Regions from separate parts of the Mus musculus genome. Here regions 1, 2, 3 and 4 are each linked to region 5. The links are chromatin contacts, called in public Hi-C and HiChIP or PLAC-seq maps. All regions are on one chromosome and are shown on one strand. The core of a region is the stretch at or near the end of the contact, and the rest is flanking DNA. Distances in the headings are between cores, read along the strand shown.

The links. A called contact is a pair of places that touch in the nucleus more often than the background predicts. HiChIP or PLAC-seq counts read pairs in DNA pulled down with a chosen protein or histone mark.
Region 1: a Hi-C map of bone marrow-derived macrophages shows a contact between it and region 5, with 3 times the contacts expected there. The contact joins the enhancer-like site here to the promoter of Epha7 in region 5. A contact is called at or near these places in 1 of 39 promoter capture datasets (liver), 2 of 484 Hi-C or Micro-C datasets (ECoMG myeloid progenitors and bone marrow-derived macrophages) and 2 of 115 datasets of contacts at active chromatin or transcription factors (bone marrow-derived macrophages and embryonic stem cells).
Region 2: a FOXA1 HiChIP or PLAC-seq map of pancreatic cancer cells shows a contact between it and region 5. The contact joins the enhancer-like site here to the promoter of Epha7 in region 5. A contact is called at or near these places in 2 of 39 promoter capture datasets (both in liver), 2 of 484 Hi-C or Micro-C datasets (liver and pancreatic cancer cells) and 1 of 115 datasets of contacts at active chromatin or transcription factors (pancreatic cancer cells).
Region 3: a contact with region 5 is called in a Hi-C map of uterus. The contact joins the enhancer-like site here to the promoter of Epha7 in region 5. A contact is called at or near these places in 3 of 39 promoter capture datasets (embryonic stem cells, hematopoietic stem and progenitor cells and neutrophils), 8 of 484 Hi-C or Micro-C datasets (cerebellar granule neurons, granulocyte-monocyte progenitors and uterus), 5 of 115 datasets of contacts at active chromatin or transcription factors (embryonic forebrain and embryonic stem cells) and 1 of 9 other capture datasets (liver).
Region 4: a contact with region 5 is called in a Hi-C map of the N1E-115 cell line, with 3 times the contacts expected there. The contact joins the enhancer-like site here to the promoter of Epha7 in region 5. A contact is called at or near these places in 2 of 39 promoter capture datasets (hematopoietic stem and progenitor cells and stem cell-derived epiblast-like cells), 1 of 484 Hi-C or Micro-C datasets (the N1E-115 cell line) and 2 of 115 datasets of contacts at active chromatin or transcription factors (embryonic midbrain and embryonic stem cells).

Annotation. Positions count from the first base shown.
Region 1 is chr4:28,422,575-28,428,325 of GRCm38.p6, forward strand. No RefSeq gene overlaps it. Among named protein-coding and RNA genes, the nearest start is that of Gm25378, 60 kb to the left of the region's middle. Within about 2 kb of position 1,942, at least 53 of the 459 cell types and tissues checked have an H3K27ac peak or open chromatin away from gene starts, as enhancers often do. A contact at or near this core is called in bone marrow-derived macrophages, where this site is marked.
Region 2 is chr4:28,540,930-28,546,330 of GRCm38.p6, forward strand. No RefSeq gene overlaps it. Among named protein-coding and RNA genes, the nearest start is that of Gm25378, 180 kb to the left of the region's middle. Within about 2 kb of position 1,487, at least 16 of the 459 cell types and tissues checked have an H3K27ac peak or open chromatin away from gene starts, as enhancers often do. A contact at or near this core is called in pancreatic cancer cells, where this site is marked.
Region 3 is chr4:29,132,200-29,137,227 of GRCm38.p6, forward strand. No RefSeq gene overlaps it. Among named protein-coding and RNA genes, the nearest start is that of Gm52716, 42 kb to the left of the region's middle. Within about 2 kb of position 1,937, at least 16 of the 459 cell types and tissues checked have an H3K27ac peak or open chromatin away from gene starts, as enhancers often do. A contact at or near this core is called in uterus, where this site is marked.
Region 4 is chr4:29,151,248-29,156,364 of GRCm38.p6, forward strand. No RefSeq gene overlaps it. Among named protein-coding and RNA genes, the nearest start is that of Gm52716, 61 kb to the left of the region's middle. Within about 2 kb of position 1,429, at least 21 of the 459 cell types and tissues checked have an H3K27ac peak or open chromatin away from gene starts, as enhancers often do. A contact at or near this core is called in the N1E-115 cell line, where this site is marked.
Region 5 is chr4:28,811,836-28,816,914 of GRCm38.p6, forward strand. It overlaps Epha7 (Eph receptor A7), which reads left to right and starts at 1,296. Exons shown (of 17, transcript NM_010141.4): 1 at 1,296-1,645. The coding sequence starts at 1,549.

The sequences.
Region 1 (5,751 bases), core at 692-3,191, 390 kb before region 5:
CATAAAACACATTCAAATTTTACATTTGTTCTCATGATTATTCTAATTTCTTCTTCTGAATTCTAAACTCTGTAGGGTAAAAGCATATTGTGCCTTTATAATTGTCTTTAGTAACTACTAAAATACCTGGATAGAACTTACAGGTAATATTGATTAGAGAAGTTACATGCATACATATTTGCAGCCAACATAGTAGTGATTCATTTATTCTAAAATAATTTTAAATTCCAAGTAAGCCAGTAGAATTTTTTACTACAAATAATGTAAATTTATAATTTACATCTTTAAACATTTTATTTAGTGAGTTGCTTTGTTGATTCAAAGGCTACTGTTATACTTTGCTGAGTCATTGTTCTGTATTCAATATAATTTTCAAATGTAGAATCTATAACCAAAGAGTTCTGTGCGATATCTCTCTATCTTTCAGTAAGACTATATTTCTAAATGAACTGCAAGTAAGTTAGAAAATTATAGTGCTGAGATGATTCTGCCATTAAGATTACCATAATGAGCGGTGAGTATGGTTACAAAAGCAGTGAGCTTTCATGCAGAATGACACCACACAGCATTAGATCTCATTTGAATGAAGCACCTTGAATTCACTGCGAAGACTCCCAAGCTGAGGATGCAGTAAGAGATTTGGTCTTGCAGGGGAGATGACTTGACAAGACGGTGGAATGTAACACTAAGCTTTTTATGAAGAACGTGCCCTATGAAATTTAATTAACTAAGTTTAATGTCTCTTTACTTTCTAATCCATTTTAGATTTATTTAGAGAATCTTAGAATTTGTTTTAACAATTCCTTAAGGGTTTGAATAGATCTTCATGAAGACTTGGCTCCAGGGTCAGAAGAAAAATGACCTAAATACAGATAATACCATCTAAGAGCTTTGAGTTCAAAAAGGTTGTATAACCTCCTACACCTGCAGTTTCTCTTCCATGTAATGGAGATGAGAGGTTAATATTGCCTACCTTATAGAATGGTGATAAGAATTATAAACAGCCCTTTCATCTGAGTTCGATCTCTTCAGATGTAAATACACAATACAAAGTAATTGTATAGGCCTGAAAAGTCTAACAGAATCATGGTCAGGGCAGGGGGGAGAGAAAACAGATAAATAGCACAATGAATATGAAACAATAAATGGAAAAATTGGTAGAGCAGTTCTAAACGGTGAGTGGGAAGGGAGATCAGTATGGAAGAAAGGAGGAGGGGGGACAAAGAAATGCAAAAATTTTGAATAAGCCCTAAAAGAATCACAACATTTTTATTCACCTAAAATTATATACATAATATTAAAAATTATATATATGAGTGAGTATATATATAAAATTTCAGCCACCAGGGCTACCAGTGTTGCATAGACCAGAAAAAGCCCTTGTTCCAAGAATGAGACACCACCTTGTTTGGTCAGGGTTGTCTATGCAACTCCCTAAAACACATAGACTAATATTCTTTCTCTTGGGTGTCCCTCAGAGACTGAAGCACTGATTTCTGAGACATTGCATACTTAGGAGCCAGGACTCAGATTCTTTGAACTGGATCTAACCTGAAAGTTTCCTTCTTGTAGTCTAGCTTCCACAGTTCAGGCAATTGTTATGTATGTTGGCAAGAGGAGGGGACATTTAATAGTTCCACCTAACACCAACGCCTATGAAAGACAATATTGACCACTATGGGAAGATATCTGTAAAAGTGCAATAAATGGTGCTTACATGTGTAGGGTAACAACAGTTGCATAGTAGTACTTGTTGATTATAAGTGGCAGGATCCATAGTCACACCATATGACAGGAGGGAGGTTTATTCAGGGAAAAGAAAGGGGATACAGAGGCTGTATCTGGCTGGAGGAAAGAAAAAAAGTGGGGGAGGAGAGGAGGAACAGGGCCTTGAGTAGGGATATGGTGCATGCTCAGGAGAATGACATACAACAGGAAGTCATGGGAACAATGAGTCATCCCTCAGCAGCTAGGGATGATGAGTAATCACCAAGTCCCTCAGGCTGGCAATGGAAGTGCCTGATTGCCAACATTCCTCCCTTTTGTTTATTATAAAGAAGAGAAACTAGAAGGGGACTGATGGTGAAGTGGGGATAAGGACATTGGCTCGCTTAAAGTATTTTCTGCTGTCTGAGGGCAGCAGCAAATACTGTAACCTGCTATCCAGGGTACAGCTGATCATTACCATCACCATCACCATCATGCCACTTCTGATAGGCTTCACACCTCTCCTTGGCCAGCAGTTGGTAGTTCTGCAAAGGTAATTGATTAATCATCTGGTTGAAAATATTTTGGATCTCTTCTTGGTGAAATGTGGAGAAGAAATTGATAAACCAGAGTCAGAATACTAAAGCAGAATAATAAGAAGAGGGGTCAGGAAGGGCAGTGTCTACTTCCATGTGGGATTTTCAAAGGCTGAGGGACTACAGGTATTGAGTTGTTCTGGAGGTGTGTCTAGAGTTGTTGGATTTCTTTTTTCACTATACCTGACTTGTTGGTGTAAAAGCAACATACCACTTTGAGCAAAAGGCAAAGGCCACTTTTTTTCAACTGTAAGAAAGTGTAGTCCCCACAGGTTTTAAAGTACCACCTCTGCCAGGGAGTCAACCCATCCTTGGGAATTAAGCATGGTTTGGGTTACCTGCTAAAGATCTTGGGTACACTGGAAAGAAATTTGATGATACAAGGTTAAGGAAGTGTTTAGTCCTTCTGTTCCCGTGGCAAAACCCATGGTTACTTCTGCAATAGCCATGAGGGGCAAGAATTGAACTATGCTTTTGCTATACTGGGCAGCTATTGAGTCTATGACCAATGAGGACTGGTAGGGGATCTTCTCCATGCACCATTCCTAATTTGGAGAAGAAAAACACCAGCACACACAATTCTGACCAACTGGCAGGAAGGAAATGATAGACCTGAGTAGCACAAATAATCAAGGTGTTATGTACTATTGAGCATTGGGACAGAGACGAGGTAATGGGAGTTATGGTTCTCATCCAGTCAAAGGAACTTAGCCACCAATGGAACAAATTGCAGATGCCTTAAAATAGTTTGCCATGCCAAAGAGGGTGATAGAGGAAAGTTGGGGACTCTTGGCAACACCAGTGTCATGGAAGCTAGTGAAAGGTGAAATTTAGCAATCTGACAGGGTCACTGGAGAAGCTGTAAGTGGCAGTTGTGAGGTGGTCCCAGGAGGTATACATAGCCAGCAATCTCTGAAACAGCCAGGTTGGTTGACATTAAGGAGCCTATGGGCCAAAGTTAGAATCTGAAGCAGGATGTGAAATGACAAGTTTGTATTTAGGAGATGGGGTATCAAAGAGGCAATGACTTTGGATAAAAGCTTAATTACCTCTTGTACTTCTCCTAACTCCAGGGGCTGGGTAATTGGGACATATTTTCTCTGGATATAAATCATGCTTATCAAGAGCCCAGTTTTGTAGTGGCTGTAGAATTTACCAACAATGCCTGTTTCCCACCTGCAATTACTTTGGCTTCAGATATGGAAGAAGAGAGTAGTTAGTAGAGGTAATTTTTATGTGCTATTGGTGTGTGTAATTGGCAAGACCAGTATGGACAGCTTCTATATCTGTCTAGCCTCTTTGACCAGACAGTAACTTTCTGTCTGGTCAAAGAGGAAGCAAATATAAGTTCACTCAATTCAGAATGAACAGTGTATATGGGGTTGATGGAAATTTTGATTGGGTCTTGGCATACAGCTATAGAGCAATTTTCAAACCTATTTTTAGAGACTGTTTGTTATAATTGAGGATGTCTTGAACTTAGATTCTCCATATATAAAGTTTACTCTGGATAGAAACAAATGAGGGAGAGAGAGAGAGAGGGAGAGAGGGGATAGAGAGAGTGAGAGAGAGGGAGAGAGAGAGAGAAAAGAAGAAGAAGAAGAAGAAGAAGAAGAAGAAGAAGAAGAAGAAGAAGAAGAAGAAGAAGAAGAAGAAGAAGAAGAAGAAGAAGAAGAAGAAGAAGAAGAAAGCTATACCCAACAGAGGAGGGTTTGAGCATAGCTGCCAGAGTGAAGTTTCCTTCTTCAGGAACTGGTTATTGGTCTTAGTGTTCTCTGAAGTTAAGGGAGCAACGTTCTGGTTGGGTTAATGTGTAAGAAGAGAAGTTATTTTGAGGTAGAGGGATTAAAAGCTTAAGGTGAGACAACCTGAAGTTCCTGAAGTTTAGCAACTGTATATGTCACAAGAATTACCTTGGAGGTGCCCTGCCATTTAGGAAAGAAAGGGTGAAGGATGATGTTCCAGAGGGGAGAGAAGGACCTAATCTTTAAAGTTCATAGGAAGTGGACAGAAGTTAGTATGTGGCCGTGGTAGACAATGGTCAGTAAATATCCACAGTGGGGATCAGAGATGACAGAGTAGGTGAGTGAGTAGGTGATCAGGGGAATGTAGGGTTTGAGTGAAAGACTGGGAGTCAGAACTAGTCATGCATATAGGAGCTCAAAGTGTGAGATGTAAGGAGAACAGCTAGGGAGAGTCTGGCACCTGGAAAAAGCCAGTGGCAGAAGCTTATCCAGTCTAGGTGAAGTTCTGGTGATAGTTTGACAAGGGTGTTGTTTAAGGAGGAATTAGTCTGTTTTATCTTTCCTGAGGACTGGGGATGGTATGGAATGTGAAATATCAAAGAATGTTGAAGGCTTTAGACAGGGTTTGAGAAACTCAGGAGGTAAAGTTAAGGCCATTGTCTGACTGGAAGGAGGCAGGGATTCCAATTCTAGGGATGATCTTATGGAGGAGGAGATCAGAGACTGTTTGATCTCTTTTGTTGGTGATAAGGAATGCCTACAACCACTCAAAGTACGTATCAACCAAGACCAGGTACCTGGCACATTTGACTGTGGACATGTGGATAAAGTCAATTTGCCAATCAGTTTCAGAGAAGGAGCCGCTAGCCTGGTGGGGAGGAAAATAGGGGCTATAAGATTTGGAGTTGGGGTCTGACATCTGACATATTTAATGATAGATCTTGAGAAACCAAAGTCCTCAAGGGTAGAATGTAGGTGGGTTTTAACAAAGAGAGATAAGACTTGGATATTAGGATGAAAGAGCTGGTGTGGCTAGGACAGAATTTGATTATTTGATTGGTGGCATGATTGGAAAGTAAGTGGAGAGTCTTCTACTAATGCTACCAGGAGATAAAGAATCCTGCAGAGAGGTAGATTTTGAAAGTCTTTGTACTTTAAGAGCTGGGACAGGTTGTCAGAAGTGGCAGGTAACTGAAAGGTTAGTTTTAGGGGGTTCTTGAATAAGGACCTCAGCAGTTACTAAAGAACATGTACAGGATACCCATCCCCTGGATGGTAAGGTCTAATTTCTTTGACAAATATGCTACAGGCACAAAGGAGGATTCAATTTGGTGACCTAGGACCCTGAGGGCATATCCCTCTTTTTCTGTTACATAGAGTGAGAAAGAATGTGTTAGATCAGGGAAGTATAATATTGGGGCCTGAAGAAGGGCCTGTTGGAGCCTTTGAAATAGTAATAGATATAAGAAAATGTTCATGTGGGGGTGGGGGAGTAATGCAGCCTAATATGTGGAGTGGGGAAGGAGGGAAAAGGGAATGATACAGGAGTGTAAGAAGTCAGCTACTCCTAGAAATGATAAACTCTCCTCTTCAGTAGAGGGACTGCTAAAGACTAAATTCGGATTTCCTATCTAACATAATGACTTTGTGTAGAATAATTGTTAGCCCCAATTAGGTGACCTCAGAAGTGGAGGATTAGACCT
Region 2 (5,401 bases), core at 237-2,736, 270 kb before region 5:
AGGGCATCTCAGCTTCTGCAGTTATTTAGGAGGGTCTCTTACATGTCCTGGGTGCAGCAGATCTCCTGGAAGACCTTTTCACTGTGGGGTCTTTAGAGGGGCAGATAAGCTGATGATCCTTTGAGCGGAGGTGATAGGTCCTCCATCTGCTAGGCTTCTCAGGGTTCCCAAATGCTTTGTTTGGGAAGGTCCCTTTCCTATTGATCTGAATGTAGTAGATGTCCTGGGATGTCTTCAGACTGTAGTCTTCAGAGGAGCAGACAAACTGATGATCTGCCCAGAGAGAAGGCACAGGCCAGAAGGATCACTGGCATTGTTAAAATAATGAATTTATAAACAAGGTTTAAGAATTCCTCTCACATGTTAGAAAAGATAGGTAGATAAAAGTTATAATTTAATAATATAACATATTATATATTTTGAAATAAAATGCATATATAATACATATTTACTTGATACACAAGCATACTGACTAAAATATCATGTATGGGAAAAAGTGTCATGCTAACACAGTGATAGCGAAACTAAAATTACTCATTTTTAAAATTAAGTAGCACTATAGATGTGAAGATAAAACCAAAATATTCTAAATAAAAATTAAGCAGTGACACAGAGAATTCTTATGAGAAAGCAGGAAGAATTCAATGAAAGAACTTCTACACTCATAATATTTCTAAATGGCAACAAAATATTTTCAAGTTCATAATTTTTCACTTTCAATTGGAAAAATAATATTTTAAGTATTCCAGTGGATTTAGGAATTATTCATTATTTGCCAGGCACTTCATACAACACTAGTAGCTCTGTGGAATTAAACAAAACCAAAACACATAAAATATAACAAAAGTTAAAAAATTGCACCAAGTCAAGCTTTAAATGTCAACAACTAGATAGATAGGTAGATAGATAGATGATAGATAGATAGATAGATAGATAGATAGATAGATAGATAGATGCATGAAAACCTGCTATACCATAAGTGGTTAATCTAATATAATAATCGTTAAAAAATTGTGCTAATCATGCTACACAGTATGGCTGTCAATATAATTTTTATAGTTCTCTAATGTCTTCTTTAGTTAATTCTTCTAGTTTGCTAATTTAGAAACATTCAATTTTACACCATGGTTTAAACAAGTTAGTGTGTTTATTTAAAAAAAAAATCATGGTGAAAGTGGGCATCAAAATTTGTTTTTAAAATAAATAAACATGACCTTCTGGATCTCTCTCTCTCTCTCTCTCTCTCTCTCGTGTGTGTGTGTGTGTGTGTGTGTGTGTGTGTGTGTGTGTTTCATCCTCACAGTCTAGTCTTACTCTTTTATCTCGTCTCTCTTTATGAACAATGATAACTGTCAGGAACTGGGATATGAGCTGTGACCACAGGTTAGAGCAAAGTTAATTATTCTTTAAAAGCATCAGACCCATGACTTTGACCTCAGGAATGCTGTACTTGAAGCAATTGGACTAAGTCATCCACAGATAAACAGTTTGAAGAAACACAGTTGCTGGTTGGCTGCTGTTTAACCAAGAGAGCAGATAAGCTCATTTTCTCATACTTAAGATTTCCAGTTGAAGAAAAAATTTCCATTCCAGATCATTTGTTGCACTTTCACCCTCTTTCCTTTTCAATGTTTGCTTTTGCTCTTTCCTGCCAACACAATCCCTAAATTCCCACAGGACCATAGAGTTAAGGGATAGAACCAGTCATTGTTTGTCTTCTTTTAATTTCCAATCACCTATCACATCAGCAAGTTACTAACATACATTTTTTTCTTACAATTTAGATAGCCATCACTTATAAAAATGTTTACATTGAAGATGAAATCCCCTCATCTTTTTTTATTGTATATTTTCTTTATTTACATTTCAAATGCTATCCCCTTTCCTGGCTCTCTCTCCTAAAACCACCCTCCCCCATCCCCTCCCCCTCCTCCTTCTCACTAACCCACCCACTCCCACTTTCTGACCCTGGCATTCCCCCACACTGGAGCTGAAAAAACTGTGCTTTTGGTTCCTGTAGTCTTTTTTCCCCACTCTTTCATGAAGGATGATGAGTTGAGGTTGTTCCAACTTTCTCCTCCAGTTACCTCTTTAAAGTTCCCACTGCAAAGCAGGCTATCCATGGATGGGTTGATAACTAACTTAATGAACTCTCTTAATGGCTGACTTCCCTAACAGCATTCTGTAACTTCTCCAGTGCATTTTCCTCATGTTCGTTATACCCATCTCCCTCAGATCCCTCCATAATTACTCACTGTACCTCACCAAACACAGCACACCCAGACTTGTCTCCCTATACTTAAGGGCTCACACTGATTTTCTTAACTCTGCCTAACTTAAATTCTCATTACCACTCACTGTGCCTACTTTTTCAGCATAGGGTTAATAAATTATAAATCACAAAAAAAAAAAAAAATCAACTCTGCTTTCCTGTTTTCAAGCCACTGAGTCTGTTGTGGCCTTGATCTGGTCCATTGTGCCTGTTAGACCAAGTTAAGTCTTTGACATGTCAGTCTATAAGCACAGCTAAGAGATCTCAGTGTCAAATCATGGTTTCCTTCTCTTCCATGATCCTCATCACTACTTTTCAGACTACATTGGGGTTTTGTTTCTTCATCTGTTTTATTTTTTTTTTAATTTTCTCAACATAATATCATATATAAAATACTGAGCATGAAACTTAGAATATATGGCTTGGCATTATTTTTCTTAGAAACGTTTAAGACAGAAAGTGGTATTAAGAGTCGTTCAGAGTAGTTTTAAAATGTGATAAAAATAGAAAGATGCATTTGGGAGAATGACATTTTCAATTCAGGTTAAAGGTAATTTTCATAAAAATAAGGAGAAGCATTCTATATCATAAGGAATGTTGCATTTATAAATCTGATTAGTAATACATCGTTTTCATTATTTTAACTTGTTGTATTCTACATACTAGACCCAACTAGTTAGATCCTCAGTCTTAAACCCCTAAGTTAGGTAGTACCTATCCACATAGCCATTACATGAACTATTCTGTAAACTGAGCTATGTCATGCTCATGAGAGCCAAGAGGATTGCAGTTCTATATTCAAACTTTTCAAACTTCTCCCTTATCACTATATGAAGCTTCTGTTACTGGAAATGGGTTATATATAACTAAGTGATTGCCCTATAGCTCCCATAAGAACCACAAAACAACCCAGGCTAATTCCAAGGATATAGGTTGCTCTCCAAAAATGGATGAAAATATCCTATTGCTAAAGAGAATACCTATAAAACCAATTGAACATGGAGCAATTGAGCTTGTGCCTATACAGAGATTCTGTGCCTACTGACTAGTGTTTCAAAGGTACTCTGCACACTACCAAAGGAGAAATACAAATAAAAACACTCCAAACTTCAACCAACAATGGAGTCTTGAAAAGTTCAGAATACCCAAGATACAATTAATAGACTACATGAAGCTCAAGAAGAAGGAAGACCAAAATGTGGATGTTTCTGTCCATCTTAGAAGAGGGAACAAAATACTCAAGGAAGGAAAATACAGAGACAAAGTGTGGAACAGAGACTGAAGGAAAGACCACCCAGAGCCTGCCCCACCTGGGGAATCATTCTATGTACAGACAACAAACCCAGATACTATTGTGGATTCCAAGAAGGCTTGATGATAGGAGCCTGATACAACTGTCTCCTGACAACTCTGCCAGAGCCTGACAAATACAGAGGTTGATGCTTGCAGTCAACCATTGGACTGAGCACAGGGTCCCCAATGGAGGAGTTACAGAAAGGACTGAAGAAGCTGAAGGGGTTTGCAATCCCATAGGGAGAACAACAATATCAACCAAAGAGACCCCCCCAAACTTCCAGGATCTAAACCACCAACCAAACAGTACACATGGATGGATGGATGGCTCCAGCTGCATATGTAGCAGTGGTTGGCCTTGTTGGACAGCAATGGGAGGAGAGGCCCTTGGACCTGTGAAGGTTCAATGCCCTAGTATAGGGGAATGCCAGGGCAGGGAGGAAGGAGGAGTGGTTAGGTGGGGGAACTCCCTCATAGAAGCAGGGGGAGGGAGGACAAGATGAGGGGGTTCGAGAGGAGAAACCAGGAAAAGGAATAAACATTTGAAATGTAAATAAATAAGATATCCAATAAATAAAAGAATAGAGAAAATACAATGTTAACATGAAGTTTGTGAGAATAGCCAACCAATTTACTGTTGTTATAAGTCCTACTCCAGGAGATGCAACCAATACACATTACTGCTTTGGATGACTAACAACTTAGAGAATCTAGGTGAGACTAGATAGACCAGGGACTTTTGGTAAAACCTAACACACTCTTCTACTAAAAGAACATACTCATAAAATTACTCCTACTGACATTACGATATACTTATAGATCAGTGCCTTGTTCAGCCATCATGAGAGAAGCTAAATGTCTCCTGTAGCTAAGGGGGGCAAATATAGAGGACCACAGTCAGATATTATGAAGAGAGTGAGAGACCTTAGAATACTCATTCCTAAACAGGGTGTCTCCATCAAATCTGAAGGGATGGAGGACACCAAAGAAACAAGGTCTTGTAAACACAGCAAAATTGACATATAAAAGAATTTACAGAGACTGAAGCATTATGCACAGGGCCTCCATGTGTCTGCACTAGATGAGGTCCTGGAAATGTAAGACGTCTACACATGCCCCAACCCTAACCCAGAAGCTATATCCAATGGATAACGACCTGCAAATGAAAAGTTAGTGTTCTCCAAGGGATTCAGACTGGAAAGAGAAACTACTCTTAAGTATATGCCTCAAGCCCAGTAGTAGAAGGCCAACAGCAGCATCTTTGGAAGTTTTTTTTATCTCATAATGTCATGGTAGGACTTATTCTCTCTCACTTCTCTCTCTGTATCTCTCTCTGTATCTCTCCTCTCTCTCTCTCTCTCTCTCTGTCTCTGTCTCTGTCTCTCTCTCCCTCCTTAATTAATTTTGCTTTTTTATTCTTAATCTATTTGTTCTTTGTGTATATATTATGACTTCTAGTTTAATGTCTTTATAGGGTTACTGAGTGTTCTAATTATTGTATCTCTGCATCTACATTAGCTTCTTATGCCTTTTCTTTGGCTCTCTTCCTTCTCTTTGTTTCTTTTGTCCTATTCAACGTTTTGTTTTTATATTATATATTTATTAATTTTTATATTATATCTTTTATTTATAATATATACTCAATAAGATTCTGTTCATTTTCCAATGAGAGAATGAATAAGTATGGGTTTGGATGGAAGGGTAGGTGGGGAAGGACTGTGAGTAGAAGAGGAAGGAAAAATTATAATAAATATATTATATGAAAAATAATCTATTTTTGCCAAGCAGTGGTGGAGCATGCTTTGAATCTCAGAATCAAGTAGAAGAGGCAGGCAA
Region 3 (5,028 bases), core at 687-3,186, 320 kb after region 5:
GATGCTCAGGGCACTGCTCTGTAAGAAGTCCCTTTACTATCACCCCAGGAGGAAATCTGCCGCTCCCTATGATCCGGAATAGCTGCTCCCAGGCATTGCTTTTGTTTATTCCTTAAGATTCAGAACTTGGTGATGAAACTAAACTGGTGATTTGCACCCTATTTAAAGTCAGGGACTGTGGCAAGCACTTTGCAAGACTCCTGTTTCTAGATTTTATGTATCTATCATATTTTATTTAGTTATTTCTTTATAGTGTATGAAGTTCTACTTTACATCACAACCCAAGGTATTTATATAGTATGAGAGAAAGAAGGAAAGAGTGAGTGAGAGAGAGAGAGAGAAAGAGAGAGAGAGAGAGAGAGAGAGAGAGAGAGAGAGAGAGAGAGAGAGAGAGAGAGAAGAGGTAGAGAAGGAAGAGAAGGAGATAGGACAGGGAGAAAGGAGGAAAGATCAAAAATGAAAAAAATCTGGAAAGGAATGAGAAGAACTCCTCGGTTTCCCCCATAAAAAGAGGCACAGAACCTTGACAAGAGAGGAAAAATAAAGCAGAATTGATGGTTCTCTAGTGTAAAATAAAGATATTTTCCCATGGAAGTGTAAGCATTTTCTTTGATTTATGAAATGATATTCATATTAACTCTTATTTAAATATAAGTTTCAAATCAAAACGAAGCTCTGAAGTTTCTAGCAGTAGGTAGCTAACGTAAGATGAAGCAGCAGTCTAAAATTATGCGTTTAAGCAAAATCTGGCTTGTTTTTTCAGCCGCGGGTTTTTATCTTTTCGTGATATTCATGATTTGGGCTACAAATTAAAACATATGAAGGAGTTGTCCGTTGAGATACTGCCATCCTAGAAGAAAAAAAAATCCTTCAGATGACTATTGAAGGATACCTCTTAACAAGATATTAAACACATTTTATTACTAGTTATTACGTGCATATCTTTATTGATAACTGAGTGAAAAGACAAATGTTTCTACATGTGTTAGATCAAAACTTTATTTCAAGTGGCTTTTTTTTTCAATATTGGAAAATCTTGAGTTCAGAATTATAAACAGCAGCAACAGCAGCAGCAGCAGCAGCAGCAACAGCAACAACAACAACAACAACAACAACAACAACAACAACAATCATCGTTCTATGCTAAAGCTTTCCCTGGAGAGATACAGTCGTGTGAGAGTGTTGAGTTCAAATCAGGAAACTGGACCGTGCGCCTCTGCCCCCTCCTTGCTTCCACCTTCTTGTACCGCAAATGCCATGTTCCTTTTATCAGAAGATCCACTGTGAAGTTGCAGCTGCTGCTCCAGCAGCTCAACTGAAGGGGAAACGTGGTAGCATGGTAAAAGAAGTGCTTTTGTAAATCATCCTTCAAAAGCTATCCTGGGAGGAGCCAGATAGACGTACGAATCTTAAGTGTTTAGCAAATAATTTTAGCTGTGCATTCTAAATGCAGCTCTCCGCCTTTACCTAATTACAGAAATATGTGCTGCAGTTTGCAGAACTTCGCCACTGTCATAACTTTTCTTGAAGTTCAGCCAACCAATGATAATAAAGCTGTCACGAGATTAAAGGGGGCTGCAAGTCATTGCCTCTGACATTTATATGTAGCATGGGAAATGCAAACAAGTCTGTGGAGTTATTAGTAATATTATGGACTTTGAATCCTTAAAGAGCAGTGGGTAAGACATCTGCCGCGGCAAGGAAGGCGGTATATCCAAACTGTACTTCCAGTCAGTCCTCTTTTGTCTGGATTCAGGACACCAAGTCTAAAGCGGGACAGGGAGCAAATTGGATGAAGGATGCTCCTAACACACACCCTTAGATGGATCAAACTTAGAGACTGGAGAAAGAAAATCACGGAACCTAACGTCCAGCCCCTCTGTCCCTCTCTCAAGGCCCCTTCTTGTCTTGGCCGCCTGTCCTGGATTTCAGTGCCAGCATTGAGCTTGGAGCAGCTGGCATTGTGTGGGGGAGCCATAAAAACGTTCCTCTGAGGTTTCCCAGCCACGCCGAAGTTTGTTTTTGTTTAGTGCCGGATACTACACAAGAACAGAATTGAGAGGAGGAAAACCCCCGACATTATTCTAAATGCTATGGAGACAATCTATATTTTTATCATTGAGTTTTATCTACCTTTGTCAAGAAAAAAAAATTGGCCTCTCTCACCTTTCTTTGGACCATGAAGCACCTTGCTCCAGTGACACAAAAACTCAACACCCTATACTTCCTTCTAACGTTTTTTGTTGTTGTTGTTTTGTTTTGTTTTGTTTTATTTTGTTTTGTTTTGTTTTGTTTTTTTGAGTCTGGTCACCCACAAGTCTACAGCAATGCCAAACCTTGCTTCGAATGTAAAAGCTCTCATACAAAACTAACCTTGGTGTTGATAGTCAGCTATAATTCGGTCTCTGGTATTAGGCAATAAAAATAAACAATGACAGTTTGTAATTGATACACAACTAATTTGCACTCGGGGCTTGTGTGTGAGTGTGTGGGTGTCAGGTAACAGTGCAATGGTGAGTCTTCATGCAAGCTGTCCTGTCTTAGTCATCTTTCTTCTCAAGGAAACATCACCTTGCATGTGACTCCAGCCAGAAGGTGCCTGAGAGTTAGAAAGAAGAGAATATTAGAAGTGGGGTCGGGAGCCACCCCATTGGGTGAGACATTGGGATGGTTCAGTTTCCACTAATAACTAGTTAAGGACACCTTTTCTGTCAGGCATTGTATTAGGCTTCTACAACTAAAACTGCATTTGATTGCAAGTAAACTTTCATCTGTCCTGGTCTTACTTAAGAAAACAATTGTTTGTTCTTTATGTGACTAAGCATTCCTCCAAGCAAGCTTTATGATAAACATGAGTTTGAGCCCACTGTTTCTTTCTGGCGGTTCAAAACACAACCAAGGAATTTCTTAGAACATTTATTTGTATAACAATTATGAAGATAAAGAGGTCACCACACTGTTTAAAATCTAGCAATGATTTTTAAAAAGCTGCTTATTTGTAAATGATCCCGTGCTATCTTCTTAGTTAATAGAGTATTTCGAGGAAGCTAAAAATAGTTTGCCTTCAATAGCAAATGGTGATAGTTTTTAATTTTGGGAACCTAAAATGAATCGGGCTAACATAAATATTCTATTGGGTGTAGCACTTTAAGTGCTTACTTACTGTCATTGGCTTGGTGCTTAAAGGAGAACATTGGCTGCTGGCTCTGTAACAACTGGAAGACTGAGATGCAGAAAATAGGTGCTCAGAAGGACTCATTAGTGACATGCTACTTAAACAGGTTTTGAAAATACATTGTGTGTTACCAGAGTGTACCTATGTTCTAACTACACATGAAGTGATTACCTGTTCCCACTATACGCAGCTTCAGTTATTGTTCAGTTTTCCACTAGTGGTTAGAAGCAACCAGCCAATGGAAAATCATTAAGGGAAAGTAATTCAGAATTGCCGAGTACTAAGTTTTAAAAGTAGTGACAGCAAGGCACATTTCTGTGCTAACATATGTGAAGCCCCGGGGTTCTAAGCTATCCAAGGAATCACTGAAATTTAAGATTCCTAATGTCTAGAACAGACCTTCTGAGCTTGCAGCCTGAGCCAAGGCTTTGCAGACTGGTCGCACGTGCATTTTCACATGACCTTTAGGGGGAGGGCTGAGACTAAGGAGGTTTTTGCAATAAGAGAAAAGAAAGGGGTCCGACAGAGGAGCAAAGCAGAAGTGTAAACAGAGGGGGAGGTGTGGAGGGAAGGTATTTGAATCTGAATGGTGAGTTAATGATTCAATTAGTTTTCCACTTTGTTAAACTACATTAATCCTCCTTTATCAGGTCCCCATATTGAAACTCTGTGAAAAGAAAAATGCAAAGGATCTTAAGAAAAATTCTAAGAGCCATAGGCTTTTAAATTGTTAATGCTTCCCAAATACATGCTACCCATTGGAAACCCTGGAGATATTGTTCTAGGAATCTTAAGATGTGACTGTGAATGGGGCATGTTCTACTGGCCTCCCAGTCCCGAAGTGGAGCCTATCTGAAGTAGGCTTACAGAGTGTGCACTCTATTTTTAAGCCATGGAAGAAAACAACTATTCTAATTTAACAAAATAGAGGGTTGTGATTTGAAAATAACTGACTATATGTAAAATATTTCCAAAATATGATAGTGGAAAGTTGAAAGTGACAAGGGTGAGGGTTTTGTTGTTGTTGCTGCTGCTGTTGGTTTTTAATTTTGTTTTTCACATTCTTTGTGCTTCTACACTTACCTTTCAATTTATAAAACGATACAGATTGGATCCTTGAACTTGGATTCTTATTGGCATTTGTCCCTATAATCGTCAAACACATTTCATTATGATCAGGCAAACCCTATGCTATTCTCACAATTACATATTGTTCCAAATATTTACAATCTAACAGATGTGAAATTGGTTCACTAAGTATATTAAGAGAATGAAGAGAGATGGAAAACTGCTGAAGCAAATTACCCACAGGATAGGGAAAATGCAGCCAAGGCGGGCTGGTCATAAACGTCAAACTGCCCGTTGGAATTAATTTGAGGCTGAATCTTATAATGAGGTTTATTTTAAATATAAACTAAAACTCAAAGTCTGTTGCACAAGTTATAGTAATGGCTCACTGGTATATGATTCAAATTGATTAGTTTTAAATTACACCATAAGCATCTTAATTTACACACACACACACACACACACACACACACACACACACATGCACACACATACAATGTATGTGTGAACATTGAGATGCTTATAGTATGTCATATGTGTATTACAGTTATGTACTATAAAGATGTATACCTATTGCATCTATATATTACATACCAAACATATATGTTGAACATTTTTTTTCTTTTAATAGTCAAGTCCTTACAGTGAAATTTCCACGTGATTTGATTTCTTTAGATAACTGGTTTATGGGTCAGCATATAAAAGTTCTAAATAATCGGAATTTGGGGAAAGGACTGATTTTCACAATGCACAGGCAGTGGAGGAACTTATAGGAGAAGATAGAA
Region 4 (5,117 bases), core at 179-2,678, 340 kb after region 5:
GTTAGTCTCTAAATAGTTTTTACTGAGTGACTCTTGTTCTAGGTTCCAGATTCTGTATGAGTGCAGTCTTACTATATACATATTCCCACTGATGCTGTTTAAGACATGATACAGCCCAGCACTTGGGAGGCAGAGGCAGGCGGATTTCTGAGTTCAAGGACAGCCTGGTCTACAGAGTGAGTTCCAGGACAGGCGGGGCTACACAGAGAAACCCTGTCTTGAAAAACAAAACAGAACAACAACAACAACAAAACAAAAAACAAAAAACAAAAAACAAACAAACAAAAAAAGACCTGATACAGAGTAGATTCCATTTCTAGCTCTGCCAGTTTTGATCAGTATGTGTTCAATAATCCAATCTGAGGGATATTGGAAAAGTCATATTCCTAATAAAACATTCATATTATATATGGCTGTCATATATATGTGTATATATATATATATATATATGGCTTCTTCACTGTATACTTTCAATATTCTTTATAAAATGTAAATATTTTCTGAAATTCCAAGTCTTTAATTAACTACAAGTTAATACATACTGCTTTGCCATTTAGTCATCTTCTGTGTGTCAGAAAGGAGCTAGCAAAGCTTGCTGTTATTGACTTTTTGAAAAAGAATGAGAGGAAAGCCATAGGGAGAGATAAGCAATGGAGCAGTATGAACCAACAATGGTATTATGGCATAGTACAACAGCATATAGTGGTGGTATATGATGAGCCACAATGGCATGCACAGTACTGAACAAAGCCTTTCTCATTCCCAGTGCCTTCAGAAATACTATGCAGAGCTCACTCCTAAGCCTTTGTCCAGGCACTGCTTCCTCAATTATTCTTGCTTAATGCTATCTTTCTGCTGGAGGACTAGGAGCTCCCAAACACTTATTCTCTTTCAAACAATGGAGGACTATATTGCCCTGTACAGGTTGCCAAAACAACAGAACTCCCTAATTAAGAGACTTATTTGATTTATTAGAAAGGATACTGTGTAGGAGAGATAAAATAAGTGGTTAAGTGCAGGCAAAGCAGTTCCAGATGCTACTCAATTGGCCATGCGGTCTCCTTGAAAGCTCACCCATAGGTGTCTGGCCCAGCTGTCCTAGATTGCGACTACTCTCAGGCAGACGGCTCAGCCATGAGGTGATTGAAAATCTAATTTTTGACCCATAGTCTACTTGGAATATAACAATTTTGTTGGCTTCTTGGTTTCTTCTCCTTTCCCCTCCATTGCTACTTGCTTCCCCATGTATGCACTCTATCAACCACTCTTCAGAGCAGTCAGTAGTGCGTGAGAACTGGAGAGAAGCCTATTATTTTCTGGACTTTAGAAACAGAAAGAGGCTGTGATCTGCTCTCGTTTACTCAAGCAGCAGCAGCATTTCAAAAAGGCTTGAGGAAGTGAGGAGGTGCTTCAGGCTGAGACTGCACAATTTGTCCAAAGTACATAAGGTCGAAGAAAACAATGAATCACTGTTCCACAATTGCCACACTGAATCCAAGGCAGTGTTCCCTTTACAAAGATAAACTTGCTTGAGAAAGGGCAGGAAGAAATACTACCAGGAGTATTTGGAAGAAAACAATGTTTCAATAAGCCTTTAAGAGACAAACTTGGGAAGACTGCACGGGTGAAGCAAGGATATCTCTCTCTCTCTCTCTCTCTCTCTCTCTCTCTCTCTCTCTCTCTCTCTCTCTTGGGTGAAGCAAGGATATCTCTCTCTCTCTCTCTCTCTCTCTCTCTCTCTCCCTCTCTTTCCATTTATTTTAAAATTTAATTTATATATTTTTTAACAAAAAGGATCCTGGGAGATCTGTCCTGCAACTGCCATTACCCTGTTGCGCATCCTGCTGCTTGGGTAGCTCCAGGTGGTTATTGATGGACCTGGTTACTTCCTCTCTTGATTACAGGATCTCAAGCGTGGCCAAGATAACTGTACAGAATGAATATAGATCTCACACTGCTTTTTAATACTTGAGTTCATACAGGGCTCACTAATTTTGAACGTAAAAAGATAACGTACCTCTACCTAACTAAAAGGCATGAAGCTCGTCTGACAGCACATTGATCTTCTGAATCACAAATGACTCTACCTGAGTTGACAAGGTGCCTCTTTCTTTTGCTCTGTCCACTGTGTGCCCTGTCGTAAAGTCATTGCTACTTGTTATGCTCTGCTACCAACCCGGAAGAAGATAATAAATACTAAAGTTCTTCTGTCTAAAGAAGGTGATGATGAGGAGTAATAATTTGTCCATGGGGTAATTTAAGGAAATGGAAGAAAAAAAATCCTTTTTCTGTGTGATTTTAGTGCCTAAAAATGATAATTTGCTTCTAGTAACACAGATGAACTGCAACCACAAAAGACATTTGAAAATATGTATTGAAGACTAGAATTTAAGTTGATAGCCCCCTGTTTTGATATATTTCTAAGCTTCTATTTTTCTTTGAAACAAAAGTATAAGTCCAAAGTTGTCTCATTCATTAGCCTAAGACATTTTCTTTGTACCCATCTTTTTCGGCATTTTGATTTGATATCCAATGGATGAGATCCCCTCTCTCAGGTCAATGATTTAGTTACAACCTACATAATTATTTATTTTCCTATGGTGTCATTCAGTGTCTTAACAAGACCAAGGTAGCATAACTTTGAAAGTTACAAATTTAAATATTTCTCAATATTTCCATTATTTTGCAGGAATAAATCAGGATCCACCACAAGTGAGAATTCATTCTCCTAAATATTTAACTCTACAGCTATATTTTCTTGTCTCTGTAGTTTAAGCACACACTGACTTTTTTGTTCTTAGGTCTCACTACTGAGTCTTCTATTCAATTTCAACTACTACTTCTCTCTATTCTTTTATACATCTTTACACCCATCAACATTCATTACTATGTTTATTATATGTGCATGTGTGTGCTTTGTTTATCTATGTTAATGAGTGTGCATGTGTGTGTGTGTGTGTGTGTGTGTGTGTGTGTGTGTGTATGTGTGTATGTGTGTGTGTGAAGCCATGCAGTTGATAACAGGCATTACACTCCTTTGCTGTATACTGAGACCTGGTCTCTTCTTGAAATTGAGCTCACTGTTTTAGCTACTCTTGCTTGCCATGTTGCTCTGAGGAGTCCTTATTTATATCTCCATCAAGCTCAATGAGCTTTTTTTTTTTCTTTTTTCTTTCTTTTTTTTTTAGATATTTTCTTTATTTACATTTCAAATGTTATCCCCTTTCCTGGTTTCCTCTCTGAAAAGCCTACCCCCCTTCCCCTGCTCACCAACCCACCCACTTCCACTTCCTGTCCCTGGCATTCCCCTTCACTGGAGCTTAGAGCCTTCACGGGACCAAGGGCCTCTCCTCCCTTTAATGACCAACTAGGCCATTCTCTGATACATATGCAGCTAGAGCCATGAGTCCCATCATGTGTTTTCTTTGGTTGGTGGTTTAGTCCCTGGGAGCTCTGGGGGTACTGGTTAGTTCATATTGTTGTTCCTCCTATGGGGCTGCAAACCCTTTCAGCTCCTTGGGTCTTTTTTCTAGCTCCTTCATTGGAGACCCTGTGCTCAGTCGAATGGATGACTGTGAGCATCCACTTTTGTATTTGTCAGGCACTGGTAGAGCCTCTCAGGAGACCGCTATATCAGTCTTCTGCCAGCAAGCACTTGTTGACATCCACAATAGTGTCTGGGTTTGGTGATTGTATATGGGATGGATCCCCAGGTGTGGAAGTCTCTGGATGGTCATTCCTTCAGTCTCTGCTCCACATTTTGTCTCTGTAACTCCTTCCATGGGTGTTTTGTTCCTCCTTCTAAGAAGGATCGAAGTATCCACACTTTGGTCTTCCTTCTTCTTGAGTTTCATGTGGTTTGTGACTTGTATCTTTGCTTCAGTGGCCTGTAGTCAGGTCCTCTTGCTTGTAGCATAAGTGTTTTCACCAGTTTTAGAGACCTTGATTCAAGATCAAATGTACTCATGTCTATAAATACATTCAGAATCACTTAAACATTTTATACTTAAGGGGGTAGGATACCAGATACTGCTGTTAACATCTATCTTCTGTGAATACAGTGAATACACATACACACTCACAACTGTTACTATGAGCATCGTTTCACCATACGTAACCAGAAATGAAGCTCAGCACTACTCAGGAGCTTTTCCCCATTTCTCTTCTGAACTTCTATATAACCATGTGACTACAAATCTAATAGACTTTTTAAAACCACTCAATACATCTTTTCTGTTTCTTCCAATAATAGACAATCCTGTAAGACTACTCCAAATTGAACAACAATTGTGCATGTAGCAGGGGCTTTCAGAAAGGAGACCTTCCTATCTTTTCCCTTCTTGGATCTGGATGCTTGGTTCTCCTTATAGTAGCTGCCTTTCTAGAGACTCGTCAGGCTTCTCAGAGAAAGCAGCCTGTGGCACTGGCTAGATTCCACTCTTTATCTCCAAGTTCAAAGACCACTAGCTACCTTCTATCTGCCCATTCTAAGAAAGACTGGCCCCTACCGACAGAACATTTTCACAGATGCTGTTATTTTGGTTTCTAGCCCTGAAAGTTCTTATGACTCTATTATTTTTCTTACTTGCATCTCTCCCTGTGGCCTCATGAGTCTACTTACCGCCTGTCTCTGACTTGGAGAAATAAGTCAGGAACAATGTTTGTTTTGTTTGCCAATTTATCTGTCCCCGATGCCTTGCATGGAGCTTATGTGATTGCCAGGTTGATCTTCTCATTGTTGCTGTCGGCTGACACCTTTCTATGGTAAGAGTAAATGAGAAAAAGACAAGATAACCTCTGACCTAACAGTTTCCAAAATCTGGCCTGGGAATATAATATTCTAAGATAAACATATCAGAAAGAAGAAAGAGGGTGACAGAATGCAGTCCCCTTGTTTAACTCGGAACAGCTTTCTTGTGATGCCCGTGGATCACCTCCTGGATGCTAAGCCTCAGGAGACTGTGAGCAGCACTGACTGCATCGCTGAGGATGTGCTCTATCAGAAGAGTCTGTAAATGGGATCATAATGCTTGCTGAACGATAATGTCTATATTGTTTCTGAATAAAGGCAATATTTGCCATATGGTTTTATATTGAAAAAAATTCCCATCATCACA
Region 5 (5,079 bases), core at 46-2,545:
TTATTTTTCTTTCCTTTTCTTTAAAAATATAGAACAATAAAAGGAAAATCCATCTTAAAATATGACGTACTTATCTACTCAGTGTGACCCTTGACATAGATGATTTGGCCATTACATTTTTAAGATTTTCATTTTACAATGTCAACCACCTCTTGCTTGCAAAGTGTGCAAAACTGCCTAATGGAAAACAGATTTCTCCACACACTTTTTTCTTGTAGCTAGGATTGGGTGAATTCAAGTGGAAATGTTGGTTACATTTTTAGTCTTAGCTTTTTTTAGAAAGATAATTACAGAATAATTATGGACTAACTACAGAAAATAGTAAATGTTTGCCCAAGTAGAAGGAATGGCTATGTGAATTTAGTACCTGGCGGCTTTCTTTAGAACTGAATGTTATTTACACAGCGAAATGGGAAACAATTCAAGTAGAGCAACCTATGAAAGACCCCAGAAAATGAGAAGCATGTAAGTAAAAACGACAAGAAACGTTTTCTAAGGTCCTATTTTGCCTGAGAAGAAACTGAAGATAGAAGGAGAGAAGAGGCGAGCATAAAACAAAAGACTTCCTTTCTCCAGCCCCACTTTCCCTGTTTCTTTTGTCATAGGTTGTTGTGAACTCAGGCAAACATTGAAAGGTTTTCTTTTGGGGGGCGGGGGGCACTTTTGATTAATTTTATTTTTCCAGAGATAGGGGAGTAGTAGTTAAACATGCCTCTCGAGTTACAGAACAGAAGTTCAAACTTTTGAAAACAAAAGAGAGGAAAAGAAAAGAAAGAAAGAAAAAAGGCAGAAAACCAAAGTTATCCGACCTGCTGAGGCTGCTAACAAAAAAGTAAAAGGCGTTCTAAAAGCATAGCTCAGTTTCACTGTCCGGGTCGGGGTCGGTGATTGGTAGTTGAGGGAAGGCTTGTTTCGCCTATGCCGTCTAGAAGACGTTGAGCAGCACTGCTATATACAGGAGTGTAAGACGGGAGAGTTATTCTCGGGTTTATTCAGCTCAGTGAAGCTGCAGTAGCTAAAAGCCAAGTGCTCCCGACTGCACGCCGCTGGCCTAACGCGGCTCGTCCCCGCTTTCCCGGCAACCGATCTGGGAGGGAATCCTGGACTCGCAACCCGACTCCGCTCGGCGTTGATTGGCTCCTGCTCAGGACCCCGCCTCCAAGGTAGAGGCGGCCACTTCGTAGGGACCCGCCCCCCGGCCGTGGGAATCGCCGCCTAGCAGGCGGGCTGCGGCTGCCACTCAGTCGGAGTGGCGGAGGCTCTGGGTTCGTAGCCCCGCCTCCTCCCCCCTAATTGATATTATTGGAGTGTGGAGCAAGCGGCCGGTCTGCAGTCGGAGACTTGCAGGCAGCAAACACGGTGCGAACGAACCGGAGGGGGGAGAGAGAAATCAAACAGCTAAGCGTGGAGCAGACGGCCTGGGACCCAGAAGGGGATCGATGCGAGGAGCGCAATAATAACAACAATAATAACCCACTTCGGAGCAAACAGCATCTAAAGAGCTGCGACCCAACTGCAGCCTAAAAAAATCAAACCTGCTCATGCACCATGGTTGTTCAAACTCGGTTCCCTTCGTGGATTATTTTGTGTTACATCTGGCTGCTTGGCTTTGCACACACGGGGGAGGCGCAGGCTGCGAAGGAAGGTAAGGCCAGAGGAAAGCAAAGTTTGTTCTGACTTATTTATTTCGCTGTCTACCTGCACGAGCCGACGGGTCCGCGGCGCTGGCCGCCGCGCCTCCGGCGCCGGGCGACCCTCCCTCGACCCCCCGCCCCCTCCCCGCCCTCAGTTCCAATCGACCAGAGGCGACCGGCCGGGACTAGTCGGGGCCCCGGAGCTCCAAGGGGTGGCCGGGGACTGGCGCGCGCTCTGCAGCCGGGCAGCTCGGGGGGCCATGGTGGCGAGGCTGAAGGGCGAGCGAGCTCCTTTGCATCCGGCATCTCGGGTCTTCAGCTCCAACCGCCGCGTTTGCTCCTTCTCTTGCGGTCGGCCTGCCGTGGACGCCACAGTGAGAGTTGGTTCGAAACCTGGGGAGTGGAGCTCCGCGTCGCCCCCAGCCTCCCCGGAGGAGCCGAGACTTCCGTGGCTGCGAGCGCTCGGGCTCCCGCCGACTCGCTCACTGCGGCGGCGGCGGCGGCGGCGGCGGCAGCGGCGCGGGCCTGCGGTGGGCGCTCGGCTGCCGCTCGAAACAATGCGGCCGCGAGGGGAGGCAGCGCGCGGGGCTCGGGCTCGACCCGCCGCCGGGAGGACTGGCCGCAGCCGGCAGTTTGCACGGAGAGGCCACCGAGTGAGAAGTCTCCCGTCACTTGGCCCAGGTCCGGTACTCCGGGAGTCCAAGTAGCCAGTCCTGGCCTCTGGGGACGAGTTCTGGTACGCGAGGGGAGGCTTCTTTTGACCACAGGATACGCCTGTACGTGGGTATTTTTCCCTGCGTCTCCTTTGAACCATTGGCAAAAGGTAAAATACCTTTTGGTGCCTGTAGTTGGAGCTGGGGAAAAATAAATCCTGTCAAAGGAAGTGTCTTGCTGCTAAGCAGTGTCACAATACCGGTACCTCATCTGACAAGCTTGCGTTTCTAAGGTTGATTTCTTGGATACTTTAGAAGCCTGTTCGGGGGTGTGGAGGGCGAGAGATCTGTTAGATTTAGGTCATAGCAGTACTAAAGGGAGGGGGCATACTGGTCCTCGATTCTTTTATTCCTAAAACTTAAGATTTCACGCGGCTTTTCTTTATTCTCTTCGTCCACCCTTCTTCGTTAACTCAACATCCCCAACCCGGTACAGTACCCTACTTTGGAACAGCCTGACCTTCTGGCCCCACTTTGCACATCTGCAGTCTGTGTTGACGCTGAATCCATTGAGAGAAAAACGTGCCTCTGAGCTGATGGTTATGTCTGCAGGTGGACCAGCATCTGCTACACACACACATACACACACACACACACACACACACACACACACACACACACACATCAAACATACATTTCAAGCCTCTTGACTTTGGTGACCAGAAACCGACACCCTGCCACCTTGTCCCGATTCCTCCGGAATAGCGGGATCTAAGGAAAAGTTTGCCCCGCACGGCGAAGCGGCGCGCGCGAGCTCTGGCAGACTCCAGCAGGAGTTTGAGCTATAAATAACTGCATCACTAGGGGGAGAGGTGCCTGCAGCCAGCAGGCCTCTCTTGCTCTCCTCCTCCGGTGCTACGTGGAGAGGGTTCTGATTCTCGGAGCCTGAGTTCTTTAGATGCAGACAAGATGTTTAAGAGGCAGGTGGTAGGGAACGCGCCCGACTTCTCGGTGGCGACGCTCGGGGCGCTCCGGCGCGCAATCAGGCGGTGGCGTTCCCTGAGCGCTGCTACCCGGAGGTGGCCCGGGGCATCACGGCACCCAAGGAGCTTGGCCAGCAGCGCCGCGAGCAGGTGCGCGGCCTCTAGGGCAGCTGGGGTGGCGACCAACCTCCCGGGTCCCCTTTCCCGGTTCCCTAGCGCGGCAGGAGTGGCCCGGGAACGCTGAGGCTAATTGCGGCCGCTGCTCTCCATCCCGACAGTACAACCGCCGCCGCGCCCTCAGAGGAGGCGCTTCCCGAAAGCCCGTCTGTTCCTCGCGACTCCTGCCCAGGCTGGGCGCCACCCGCTCCCTGGAGTCCCAGGTCTGGAAGTGTAATGGACGCTAGGTTGGCGGGCGCAGCCGTCTGGCTGCCCCGCCCCGCCCCGCCCCGCCCTGATGCTCGGGCAGCGCTGGAGCCTCCAGGCTCACCGCAGAGCCGCGGCTCTGGACTCCCGGTAGCGGCCAGCTGCCCTGTGCCTTCTCCGGGGCGCGCAGTGAGGCTGACTCGGTACGGCAGTCCAGAGGGAAGACGGTCACGGGGCGATTGCATTCAGCACTCCAGAGCTTCCGAAAGCCTCGCCAGCTCGGTGGCCACCTTCTACTTCCTCTTGATTTGCCGGTTTCTTTGCTAAGTTGCCGGCCAGCAGGTAGCCGAGGGGAAAGGCATAGCAGGAGAGGATAATCTCAGGGTTCATTTCATTCTTAAGACTAACCCCAAAAGGTCATGTAGGTTTAAAATCCACTGGTTGTTGTCAATATAAAAGCTCCCCATCCCCCACAATAAATTCCAAAAGAGAGTTCTGTGACTTGAATTTGTTTCCTTGGGCTTCATCCCTTCTCAAGGTATTGTGAAACTATCCTTTCTCAATTGCTCTTCTGAATACACTAATCCAACGACTTACTGGTGTTCCAAGTTAGAACACAAATTGAAAATTTATAAGTGACTTGTATTTTTAATTGAAAGGGAGTCGATCCCTCTCCCCCACCCCCCCGACAATCTTAAATGCACTACACTAAAACCAGACTCCTGTTTTTGTATCTATCTGTTTCCATTTACTGGGGATAACTTTGACTCCTGGAGAAGGAACTGAGCGCATCATCTACTCTTCTTTTGTCTCTCAACACCCGTCTTCTTTACCTTTCAAAGCATAAACCTTTTAAAATTGGAGTCTGAATATGTTTCAATATTAAGAAGTTTATCTGAGTACATATTTTCAAGTCAAAATTTGAACAATTTCCTGGAGGTGACATTAAGCATATGTAAAGAATATTCACGATGATTTCTGGACCAATAGATTATTTGTGAAAATGCTGACAGTCAGGAATATTGTTTTAAAACACCAAAGCTATGTAGCTCTAAAATCAATTCGGTCAGTAAGTATTTTATAAGAATAATTATCTTAGAGTAACATCATGACCAACTGAAAGCATAATGTGTTATAACAGGTAACATTCTAATGAATTATTCCATTAATACAAATAATACTTTAATCACAATTTTCATAAATATTAATTATGTTTTTGGTAGTCTAAAGATGGAATACAACTCCTTGTAAAAGTCAGCTGGGAGCTTAACCCATCTAGAGAATAGCTAGTATGTTGAAAAATGTCCAATTTAAAATTATATATATATATATATACATATATATATATATATAATTTCAAATATATATATATTTGAAAGCTGATGGTTGTCTTGTTTAAAAGCACAGCTTGTAGATAACAGAGACTTGTTCCTCATGGTAGCATTG